Linked DNA regions of Rattus norvegicus: region 1 is linked to region 2. Evidence: chromatin contacts called from public Hi-C data. All regions are on one chromosome and are shown on one strand. Each heading gives the region's core, a stretch centred on a gene start, on an enhancer-like site or on the middle of the called end of the contact. The rest is flanking DNA. Distances are from core to core; before and after follow the strand shown. Region 1 overlaps Ttc7b (tetratricopeptide repeat domain 7B). Region 2 overlaps Ttc7b (tetratricopeptide repeat domain 7B).

Region 1 (6,253 bases), core at 752-3,251, 50 kb after region 2:
TAGTTTTCTTGGCTGCACAGAAAGGCCTGGAACTAGTGGATCATGTGGGTAACTGTTGTGCTTTGTTCTTAAGTTTTGTTTGAAAAACATCACACCTGCCTAACCATAATCTTCTGGAAGAATTCTCAAGTAGAAGAGGAGGTGTAGGGGCAGATGGGACTCTGAGCAGACATCTGGCTTTGAACCCTTGCTTCTAAGCACGATCGCCCTGTGAGTCAGGAGCATGCTGTCTAACATCTTGGAGCCTCTTTCTCCTTGTCACGAAAACGTGCAGAGTGACTGTGCCAGTGACAGTGCCAGGGCCTGGCATACAGAAACACTGAGCCAATAGTCACCACCCTCATTAGCAGGCATCTTCCTGGTACCAATGACAATTCTCTTCCTTTTTTTTTTTTTTTTTCCTGTAAGAGAGATCTAAAAATACAGGAAAGCCTCAAACAGAAAGCAACCGTCACCCGCATTCCAGTTCCTCAGAGTTAATCCCCACCAGCACAGCCTCAGACTCTATCCCGAGTGTGATGATGCCCTGTCCCTATCACTGTGGTCTTGGCTCATTTGCTCCCAGAGAAGAGAAGACACATCCCACTAGGACTCTGCAGTACAAATGGAACCCCTGTCCCAGCCTACTAAAGCAAGGGTGACAGTGATCAGGGGACATAAGCAACTGTCCTTGCCTCACTGTATGAAACCCCAGTGGGCAGCAACTAGGTGTGGAGCTGGGATGGACTTCTCAGAAGAGCCACTTGTATAGAATAAAGAAGCTAGTCTTCAAATAATGTAAAAAAAAAAAAAAAAAAAAAAAAAGGCAGCAGCAGACATAGTGTCCCTGAAGACTTGGGGACAGGACAGGCAGGTAAGATGGCCAACCAGCCAAGGCACCTAAGCCTAACCTTGTAACCTGAGCTTGATCCCTGGAATCTCTATGGTGGAAGGAGAGAACCGACTCCTGCAAACCGCCCTCTGTCTTCCACACTCCACATGTACACACAGACACTAAATAAACAAACATATATAACTTTTAAAGTTTAAAAAATGATTCAGAATAGACACCTCTGCAGACTGTCACTTAAAGCACTGTCTTAAAGCCTTCTAAGGAGTCTCTGAATTCCTACTGCCTCCAAAAGGAAAACCAATGAGAGTCGACCAACACAAACAACATAAAATATGAATGTGGGTCAACAGCAGTAAAAGGCCTATGCTCTTCTTACAGCATCTAAATATAAACAGGAAGCCCTGGCCAGCAATCCGAGATGCCTGGCCCATTCCATACAGCATGCGACCTCCTACCATAGCACAGCCATGACCTCTAGAGCAGAAAGGGTGGGGGAGATCAAAGATGTACAGTTTGCTAGCAGCTCTCCATACCAACAAGGCCAGACAGCATCCCCCACCCACCACACACAAGTCCTATTCCTCACAGTCTGAGCTTCCCTTCCACCATAGCAAAATTGGCACACAGGAGCTCTGCAGTGACCTACTTCTGACATCAGTACCCACCACACATGGAGTTCTCCAGAAAGCTACTTTTCCCCCTCACCATCCAAAGTGATCCCAAAGCTTCAAATGCAGAACGAGGCTTCTTAAAGAAAAACAATGGGGCCTCTATGGTTCCCCCTGTCCTCTCTAGAAATAGAGAAGCATAAGCGGGGGTGGGGGGGGTAGGGGTGGGGGTTGTGTCCCGGATCTCTCTCAGAGGGTATTAGCAGGGCCTTCCCTGATTCCTGAGCTTTCTACTTCAATAGTTACTTGGGACACAGACCACAAAAGATCAGAGAACTGTCTTGTTCTAGATCTCACCTAGAAGGTCATGCTCATTTGCAAACACAATTCCTAAAGCTTGAGACATGATTCTGTCACTTCAAAGAACCTGTCAAGCAACCCTTGAGCTTCCGCATTGGGCATCCTTACTAGCACTTTCACCCAGGAGGAATCAGGGCACAGCTCCCGCTAATGTTCTCATACCCAGGCATATGCTTCCTTTCCCTTTTCAAAGGTCGCTGTGTACACTCTTTGCTAAAGCAGTCCCAGGCACTTGAGACAGGCTGAAAAGCCTGGGTGTGACCGGGCTGAACAAAGACAGGCTGTGGAGCTTCCTCCTAGAGAGTGTTGGGCGTTCCCGGACCCTCCTCACTAAGTTCCGGTTAACAAAGCAGCCCGAGTAGCTCAGTATTCTCCTTGCATCTCTGAACTCCCCTTTAAAAAAGCAATGGCCCCAGTCTCGGAGACTGCAAATACCAACTCGGCCTGTAGGGACACTATGTCACCCTGCCTTGTGGCGGGGTGGGGACTGTAAGGTATTAATATACAAATGACAAAATAAAAAGTTAGGTGTGAGATGCACCTGGGAAGGAGCAACTGCGCATGCGCTAAAGTGGTTCCCGTCTGGATCTTGACGGGGTTCCTGCGACCCCTGGTGGCAGCTGCTCCCCTACTGCAGAACGACCTCTGACCCCTGCAAAAAGTCCGGATCCTGACAGATGTGAAAGCCACCGCTTTCGGTTTATCATCTTGCTATATAGTTCTGGGTTCTAGAGTTTTAACGAGTCCAGAACTTCAGAGTGTCCGCGATATGCTTAAACAAAAACGTCTGAGGGCTGGTTGTGCTGTTTAGTAAAGGCTGTCTGTCCATAACCTCCTGCAGATCTATACTGGTTCTAAGAGCTGCTGCTCAAATCACCTCAAGGCAACCAGGATCAACCTCTGTCACTCAGGGTGTGCAATCTCGCGGTGACACAACAGTGAGGAGGTGAAGTGATGATCTGCCCACCCGCTCTCTTTAACATTTCTTTTTTTTTTCGGAGCTGAGGACCGAACCCAGGGCCTTGCGCTTGCCTAGCAAGCGCTCTACCACTGAGCCAAATCTCCAACCCCCACCCGCTCTCTTAAACGGGGACCCTATCCATGCTTGTCCCTCGGGTAGCAGGGGTCACGGGGAATAAGGGGCAAGTGCTTGGGACATGTTTAGGATGATTACCAGCTGTAATCATCACCAATAATTTAGTACTACGTATCCAGCAGTCCCTACATAACCTGAGGCCTCTCTGCACAGAAGTTACCGCCTCTGATTGGTGCTGGGCAAGGCACAGGGCAAGACATCCAGCTAAAGTGGGACTCTGCTTCCCGCTCCCCCTGCTCTGCACTCTCCCCAGCCCACTGTGGACAGCTACACCCTGTGCCACACTGCAACACCTCGATTTCTACAGAACAGTCTGTGCTCTGCTCCCGCCCCCAAGAGAGCTCAGAGCTTTCCAAATATGGGTGTGTGTGTTTTCTTCTTCATTTCCAAAGCATCATGAATATCTGGGGGAAGAAAATGAGCACTAGACATGGTTTGGCAGCCACAGGAGACTAGGAGAGGTTGTGACCAAGCAAGGCCTGCACTCAGGATCCAATCAGTCAAAACACAAGAGCCAGGCCAGGTGACAGCCCACATCAGACTCTGCGATTCCAGGCCCTTAGGAGATCCTAGGAGGGACCTGACTGCCTTACATTACAGAGGCTCTTCAGCCAAACAGATTGGAGGTAGTCCATAGACCCAAAGGTGAGTGTCAGCACGAGAGGAGCTACAGACAAGGTAGTGTGCTTCAAAGCATGCCCTTGACCACATCTATATTCATCAAAATAGGCAGCATTTCAAACACTGAAGATCCCTCACCTCTGACTTAATTTTATCGGAATAGGCCCCTCAGCAGTTGTGCACCTGCATGCCCGGTAAGGCTTTAACAAACAGTCTTGTGCAGACAGCCTGTGAGGCAGCTCTACCGCCGATCTAGTACAGGAGGCCAGGCAAGCAGTGTAGACATGCCACGGCGTCAATGTCCAGCCTGGACCATGTGCCCGTGTGTTTGCTAATCACACGAAGTCACATAACTATGGAAAGGCAAGTGACGGGAGTGAAATAATTAAACCAGAGCAGAATGACAAGCCACACTGTGCTAACTATAACTAGAGGTGGGGTCAGCGGACGGCGGGTAGGGTCTGCAGGCAACAACTGTGTCACTGAGGGTGGACCCAGCTAAGGGACGAGAGAATAGCGCCACATTGGAAGAAGGCAAACCCAGTTAGGGAGTGGGCTGGGAAGAGGTGAGTGGGTAGGCAGGCAGCCTGGAGAAGAGGGTGGGTAGGACACAGCAGGATATGTGGTCAGCCTGGCCATCTGGGAGCTGTCCACAACTCTAGAAGGAAAAAAAAAGTGTGCCTACGTTTAGCAGAAAACTCACTGAGAACCCAAGCTTGGAGCATAGGGAAACTCTTACTTTACTGTGGATTTTCCATGGTCCATTTTTAATTTCAGCTTCACTTGTCCTGACACTCGGGTTGCTGTCTAGCTGCTGGCTTTATCATATGTGGACATCACCTGCCACAGTAGGAAACACACAGAGGGAACGTTTCCTGTCACTCGGACCTCTTTCCCGAGAGCAGAGCTCCACGGAGGACCCTACCTACACATAACCCTGTTCCCACCTGGGAGCGCCAGGATCAGCCCTGTTCTTCTCCTTCACCGTGGCGCTCCACCTTATCTGCAGAGAATCCTTTAGTCCTGACCAACAAACTAGTACCCTAGAAACCCCTGTAGGCCAAGCAGATCCCCAGGAGAGCACGCCTAGGTGATCAGAATTCATCACTTTAGCTCCAGCCCCATAGCTTCCTTAAGGTCCAGGAAAACCTCGTCCTGTGATGCTCCCCGCCGGTTCCCTCTTCCCTTGCCTCACCAGCCCCTTACACACATACGGCTTGACCCCACTGCCTGCAGCCTCTCTTTCAAACACCTCCCTGTTCTGTGTCTGCCCTGGCCTTGGTACAGCCTCTATACTTGGAATCTAGGCTTTGGCTGTCTCACTATAGCAGTTAGGACCAATGAGGACAGAGGAAGCATGCTAGTCTTTGAAATGAAAGGAATTTAATGCTTGGAACTGTCTGCATAAGAGATGAAAGATGAAGAAGAAAAGCGACATGGTTACCCACCCACCCCGGATTCTAGCATCAGCAGGAAGCTGCTGCCATCACAAAAGCTGGAAAGGCCAGGGAGAGGAGGTGGAGTTGAAAGGGCCCAGAAACTGGGGTCATTGTGTGGGAGTTAAACAGAGAAGGACATTTCATTTGTCAGGAGCTGGACATACTGTGACTTTTCTCTCATCCTACCCCATGCCTTCCAGCAGTGCCTTCTGGTGGCCAAAGCCGGGCGCAAGTCAACTGATTAGCCCTGGGAAACAGCCTGTAGAAGTGAGAGCCTTGAGAGGCAGAACACAGAGGAAGGGTCAGTTCACAGCTTCCACAAGCCTCCTTCCTACAGTCTTCTTTATTTCCTTCCTAGCTAGCCTTGCCCTGTGCAGAAAGATCATTCCTACTTATATATTCACTCAAGGCAATTTTCATCCTTAAAACTTGCCAATGGTTGGCAGTTTCCTGGCAAGAGAAGATGTAGAATTTGTCCACTAGACTGACGCTGTCAATCAACTGCATGTACAGAAAGTGCTGTGTGCCTTGACTGTGATGTGTACTGAGTCTGCTTTATAACATGGGCAAAGCGCTGTTCAAATCATCACCGAAGGATGAAACACAGAGTTCTTGCAAAGCTGTCAATCCTGAAACTGGAACCAGCCAAAAACAGCCAAGATTGTTTGTCACTATTGACTGGCTCAGAGAGCCTGCCACTGAAAAGAGGGCACACAGCTGGCTGTCTGCTGCCTACAGCTAGGTGTGCACATCACTGAGCCTCCAATTCGGGAGGCGGGGCTGGAAGACAATCCCCAAGGCAAGTTTGGGCAATGGAAAGAAACTGTCTCCAAAAGAAAGTCAAAACAAAGAAAACACCACAACAAGCACCGAAATGCCAATGCATGTCACATACAGAACAATGTGGAGAGTGGGTAAGGCTAGGAAAGCCTAAGTGACAGGGCAGCAAGAGAGGAATCAGCAATCCAAAACCACAAAGAAACCTCCAGATCCATAGGAATGTCTAAGGAGAAGCACCAAAAACCGAAGTGGAGGGAACACTTCTCAAATCACCTTCTGTCGTCAATCCTCATGATAAAGTCAAGCCTTCACATGGGGCCACAGGTGTCCTGTATGTACACAGATATAGAGAGCCTCAACAAGACCAACACCCCAAACCCAGTACACTGAAAATGATTAGATACCATGGCCAAATGGGATGGATCCCAGGAATACAGGACTGAGCTGACACATGGCAATCAACATACTAAAAGGATGAGGCACACGAGTTACATGACCTTCACATGGGAGGGGGAAA
Region 2 (6,035 bases), core at 1,594-4,093:
ATACACATATCAGTCTGGTTATGAGCAACTGTCCTAACACTGATGATGATGATGATGATGATGATGATGATGATGTGTGTGTGTGTGTGTGTGTGTGTGTGTGTGTGTGTGTGTGCACGCATGCGCTTTTTAGACCAAATCAAATTTCCTCAAGGAGACAAAAGCCTAAAACTCAGTTCTGAGGCAAAGAACAAAAGGTAAGACACATCTCACAGGAGTCTATTTTCAAACTCACGGTACCCCAGAGAGGTTCTGGAGTCTGCACCTTCATTTAAAGGGGCAGACAACACTGGGCAGTTACAGACTCAGCAAGGCCCTGCATGCAATGTGGATGAGGCTTCTTGCTGAAAATTCATGAGCAGAAGGAGAAAAAGTACGAAAAAGAAGGGACAGCCTTACTCAATCACTTCTTGTCTTTCAGAACAGAAACCACTGCCTGGTAAGTCCATCTCAGGAGCCCTACAACTCGGAACTGACAAAAAGCAGCAAAGGGCCAAAGGCCTCTGAGAATCACTGTGGACTGACTGGGGCCTGCCTTCCTGTGTTTGATCAGAACACATTCCACTCATCATCCTATGTGGGCCACCAAGACAAGGCTAGCAGAGTACTTCAGTAAGGACAAACCATTCTTCAGAACATCCTGGCCAATATAGCCAGGCTGTACTTGTTCTCTCGGGATGCTGGGTCTGGCCTCTTTGTCTGGGAACACCCCCCAGCCATTTCCTTTACAGTGAGCACTGCCACCATCTATGACATAACTCGGTGATACTTATAACACACTTATTAGAACACATCTCACCTTCCCAAAAAGCCATAAAATGAGTCAGCAGGTGCAAGACTGTCAGCCAGCCTCCGGAGGCTGTGACAGATGATCAAGGCATCTAGCTCTTGTCTGGGTTGCATTTTAATCATGCAAAGGTATGAGATAAAAACGTGTTTCTGTAAGAGGCAAGCACCATGGGAGTGATGGCTTCTCCGAGTTCTCATTCACAACAAAAGCCCAGAACAACTTTAAGATACTGACTGATTGGTCCAATATGTAAATACTCCCCCAGCCCTCACACCCACACAGATGAGATGCTGTTAGCTCAGGAGCTTTGTGGTGGCATAGACAGAGAAGCCTGTGCTCAGGACTCTGAGCAGCACTAAGGAGGTCCATTGGAGACATCAACAAAAATTAGGGGTGGGCCCTGGGACATGCAATCTAATCTGCCTGCCCCTTCACTCGCTTGTATGGGATTCGTGTTCATGGGGAACACTGCTGTGGGGAGGATAAGGGGAGGAAACAGTTGCAGCTCAAAAGGGAGTGACTGTGACAGCTAATTTTATTTCCATATCACCGATTAAATGTCCACTGTGTACATAAGGGGCAGCACTCTGAGTCCTGAAGCAAGGCATTCCTGAGGTGATGTCGCTGTAGGTTCTGGTAGACCACAGAAAGAACTGCTTCGCCATTGTGGAAATTAGACCTTGAACAGCACATCAAAGCTAAATATTATAACTGTGGGAAGGCTACAAATAGGACCTGGTCATTTGGGGCGTCTCCCATGTCCTCTTTGCAGAATGAACTATTTATAGAGTTATAGAAGCAGAGAATTTTCTAGCCAGAAATGATCCAACAGTCTAGCTTACATAGAAGTGAAAGCGTTTGCTCAGGCTCAAAGCCTAGCAAGAGAGCAAGCTGGGAGCTTTCCACCATGTTGTTACCACCGTGAACAAAAGAAGAACATGCTCTACAAAGCAGAGATGGCTTGAGAGGAAAGAACACATGAGTCTGAGAGCTCAGATGTGTATTACTTCACACACACAAATAGCATAAACTCTGTGCTCTGGGGATGACAGCTAATGAGATGCTCCTTAGGTACTGGTTCAAACTGGAAAGCAAACCTATTAAGCCAGGTGGAGCCCTGTGCCTGCTGTTCGCCCTCAGCTAACTGATAATGGTGAGGAAAGAACCCAGTTCCCCTGTCTGGCTGACTGGTCTCTCCCATGCAGGACGGAGGCCCTCTGCTGGAGGAACACACACATCTTCAGGTAGACGGGGGCTGAGCCGGATGAGAGAGATCAGCGAGAGGTACTGGCTCCTGAGAAGACTCTGGAGTGAGTTCAAGCTGGCTCCAGGTCTTCCCACCTTGTTCCTGGACTGTGTTCAGGGTTCAGAATCAAGCTCTCCTCAGCTCAAAAGAATTCTGCTTCTAAACAAAAAGTCCAGGGCACTGCAGAGTGGAGCAGGCCTGGGGCTGTGTGGGCTGGGCATGGGAGTGTGGCATCCCAGGACAGCAGGGAAGGAATGGCACATTTTAAATACTAGGAAAAGTCACAAGCACCCTAATTACCAAGTTCTTCAGTTCTCACCAAATATTCTATAACAAACATTTTAAAGTCACATATTGCTCAATCACTTCCTATTTGCCACTGAACGGAAAAAACACTAAATGTTTAATCATGGTGGCAAGGAAGAAAAAGGAAATTACATTCTAAATGCCACGAAATTGTCCAGTATGAGGAAAATGAACAAAACCCACATGACTGAGTATATATTTCTAAACTATCGGTTTGTTCCTAAAATGCTGAGGCCCATTACATACCTAGAACAAACTTGCTTAAAGTTTCCACGCTAAGCTGAAAATCAGAGTGCCAAGGAATTCCCCGGGTTCTGAGGGTTTCCACAGACTCCTGACAGGAGGTCATTTACTCCTTCTCAACGCCCTTGACTGAGATGGCGCAATGATGTCAGAATTCATTACGGTAAGGTTTTTGCCAGAATCAAGCAGCACACGCTCTGGCAAGATGTCAGAACTTGGGTCATCTCCTGCACTTTGCTTCCTCAAGCTTCCTGTGCTGGGCGTGTTTCTCTCAGGCCGGAGCAGCTCCAACATTCAGCTAAGACCAGGAGGAAAGGGCCTGCAGTCTTCAGGACCAGCTCGTGCTCAGCCAACTGGAGGCCACTCCACTGCGGCTCCCTGTACCACTGCTGTGCCCAGTCCAACAGGCAGAGCTGGCAGTGTCCCTCAGCCTATGCTTGGTCAACTCACCTCTCTTCACAATGGGGTCAGCCTCCTCTACCCTTCACCCACTCCCTGTCTTCTCGCCCCCTTCTCTGTCTGCTTTTGTTGTTGTTCTCTAGAATCTCGCCCTCCAGGCTTGACCCCCTGTGAGTCAGTGCTAGCCCCACAGTTGTCTGTACAACTGAGAAGGTTCCAGCCCTCCCTCCTTTTATTTTCAATTTTTAAATTAAATATTAAGTTAACATATAAGTAATGGGTTTCATCGTGGCATTTCATAAATACGTCATTATTCCTTATTCTCATGGCTCCTCTTACCTACCCATCCTCCCCTTCCTCCTCTGCCTGATCCCTTCCCTCTCCCTTCTTCCCCCTCTCAGAGTCCCCCTTCCACTTTCATCTCTGACTCACATTCTCTCTCTGTCCCTCCCTACCTCCCTCAAACGTCTCCTGTTGTTCTTCACAACTGAATATCTATTTTCATTATATATCACTCTGCTGAAGAAGATCTAGGCTGGTTACACATCTATTCAGTTCAACAGCCCATTCACTGGCAGGATGAGTGGGAGAGTGGGGGTCATTTTTTACAGTTCTTTATGTATCCTACCTATTAGTCCCCATCTAATGTTTATTTGGCATAAATAGACCCCAATCTGTGGTCTGTCTTAACTCTGGTGATTGCTTCCTTTGCTATGAAGAAGCTTTTTAACTCATGCAACCCTACTTGTCAATTCCTTAAAATTATTTCCTATGCTATGGGAGGTCTTCTGCAGAATGCTCCATGTCAATATTTGAAGTGTCCCTGCAGTCTCAATGCCCCATTCTTACATTAAGATCTTCATCACTGCCACAGGCCCAGCTCCCAATGCAGCTCTGAAGCAGCTTTTTCCAGCACTGAGCTCCAAATTCACATCGTTAGCATAAGCTTGAGCTGGCACAAATCTTGTTTTACAACTCTGAACAGTTACAGCTCTTTGGTATAATCCCCTGTGTCCTATCCAACAAGAGGGAGGTGCACTCTGAAAAGAGCCAGAGCTCCAACCTCAGCTCCTCACAGAAAGCTAAGGCTGACATGGTGAGAGTACGTGAGGACATTTCTGCCTCCGAGGGCCTAACAAGGTCAAATTTAGCATGCTTTCCTTTCTTACCCTTTCATTTCCTAGAAGACATAGAAAAAGAAAATTTCTCTCCTTCACCATGCAGTGTGTGTGTGTGTATGTATGTATTATATGTGAGTGTTTTGCCTGCACGTATGTAAGTGTACCCCGTGTACGCAGTGCCCACAGAGGTCAGAAGAAGGCATCAGATACCATGGAACAGTGAGCTGTCATGTGGGTCCTGAGAACTGAACCCAGGTCCTCTGCAAGAGCAGCCAGTGCTATCTTAACCCCTAACCATGTACTTCTAAATTTTCTACTGACTTCCAAGTTTGGCTCAGGACAGTAATATAAATTCAGTTGTCATGAAAACTTTGTGTTGCAAATAGGAGTCTTCATACTTGATGTGAACCCTCTGTACTGGTTAAGGGAAGGGGAGCCAGGCTTCCAGAGTAAACACAATTTCAATTTCTCTTTGGTCGAAATTTTCTAAGCAAAAATCAATTATAAGACGAGTCAACCAATGCATGTCTTGAGCCAAGAAGTGGCTTGACTTTTTCCAGTCTCTTTCTTACGGACAGGCCCTGAGCTGCACAAGCAGTTGGTTGTTTCAACCAGTTGAGCATTTTCCTATCAGGTTAGCAGGTCCCCGAGGATGCTCCAGAGAACAGAGTGTGCCTTCCCTCACACACTGTAAGAACAGCAACAGCAGCCAGCTGACTGGGTGTCTGCTTAAACACTAGGAGCCAAATGACCAAACCCATGGAAGGTGCGCTTTCCTGCCTCTTTGCCCCTCTCCCCCATCACTAAGCCTCGGCTGGCAGACAGTGCAGTGACGTACCCTCCTAACACCTGGGACAGAGCTCTGAGTAGCATGGAGGCCAAGCAGGCTTTCCTCCCACACCACAACATCTACTGTCAGGATTCTAAAGCTAACAAGTTTCAGAGACATGTACATGTGAAGGTTTGGAGGGGGGAAACACGTGCAGGTAGTTTAAAAAACCCTGTCTATGCTTGTACCTCCACATGTTTCTCTTGGTGTCAAGAGTCCAAGGGACCAAAGCTAAGGTTTCACTTGGATGTTTCCTAACCTCCTTTCCAAGCAGCAAGTGTTGCTTCCTGGGGGGATCCCAGCAAGGCTGCAAACACTCCTAGCAGGACTAGCCACAATTAGCTCACCAGACAAACTCTGCACCTTGAGGGCCAAGTCTGGTTTCTTTGTTTATTTGTTTGTTTTTAGTATCTACTTCTCCTGGTCTCAGCAGCCTCACAGAGCTGGCAGGACGCCAGCTGCGAGCCAGCGAGCAGGAGATCCTCAGGAAAGAAAAGAGGGAGCAGGAGCCTGCATTCTGAAATCTCTTTCCCTTTCAGTTTTTATGACTACCAGGGAACAGCTAGAGCAGATTCTCACACAGAAGGACAGACCCACCCCCACCGTGGACGCTGTCAACAGGAACACTAGAATGTACCATTTATCTCCTTGAGGTCAATAGCCCCTAGTTCCCAGCTTGAGAATCCTGCTTCTTCTTCACGACTATAACCCTTGGCTTCATCTGTCCTGAAAACGTGTGACATCAGAAGTAGCTTCCCGGTACCAAAGGATACTCAGGTTTCCCAGAGCAAAGCCTAGCTTCTCCCTCTGAACATACTCTTTGCCTCAGATCCAGTGACATGCATTTGTGAAGACAGATGGCCTCTGTAGTCAGGGGCCAGGGATCAAACCCACAACCTTGGCCTCATTAGCAAAGGGCTCTACAGAGCAAGCCAGCTGCAGCCTAGATATAGCAATGGAGGGTGTGACAGCCACGACAAACGGGGATGTGAACAAGCTCGCCAGGCTTCTGATGTCTCATCTCAACCTAATGAGAGTTGTAGTAGGCTTAACAACATTTTTTGGATGACTCCACCAACAGAGGCTTCCTCATGACAAATG

The links. A called contact is a pair of places that touch in the nucleus more often than the background predicts.
Region 1: a contact with region 2 is called in a Hi-C map of prefrontal cortex, with 4 times the contacts expected there. The contact joins two enhancer-like sites. A contact is called at or near these places in 6 of 12 Hi-C or Micro-C datasets (Schwann cells, frontal cortex, kidney and 3 more).

The regions. Positions count from the first base shown.
Region 1 is chr6:125,485,695-125,491,947 of GRCr8, forward strand. The region is part of intron 3 of Ttc7b (tetratricopeptide repeat domain 7B); the gene reads right to left. Among named protein-coding and RNA genes, the nearest start is that of Ttc7b, 40 kb to the right of the region's middle. Within about 2 kb of position 2,002, at least 37 of the 93 cell types and tissues checked have an H3K27ac peak or open chromatin away from gene starts, as enhancers often do.
Region 2 is chr6:125,434,993-125,441,027 of GRCr8, forward strand. All of the region lies in intron 5 of Ttc7b (tetratricopeptide repeat domain 7B), which reads right to left. Among named protein-coding and RNA genes, the nearest start is that of Ttc7b, 91 kb to the right of the region's middle. Within about 2 kb of position 2,844, at least 19 of the 93 cell types and tissues checked have an H3K27ac peak or open chromatin away from gene starts, as enhancers often do.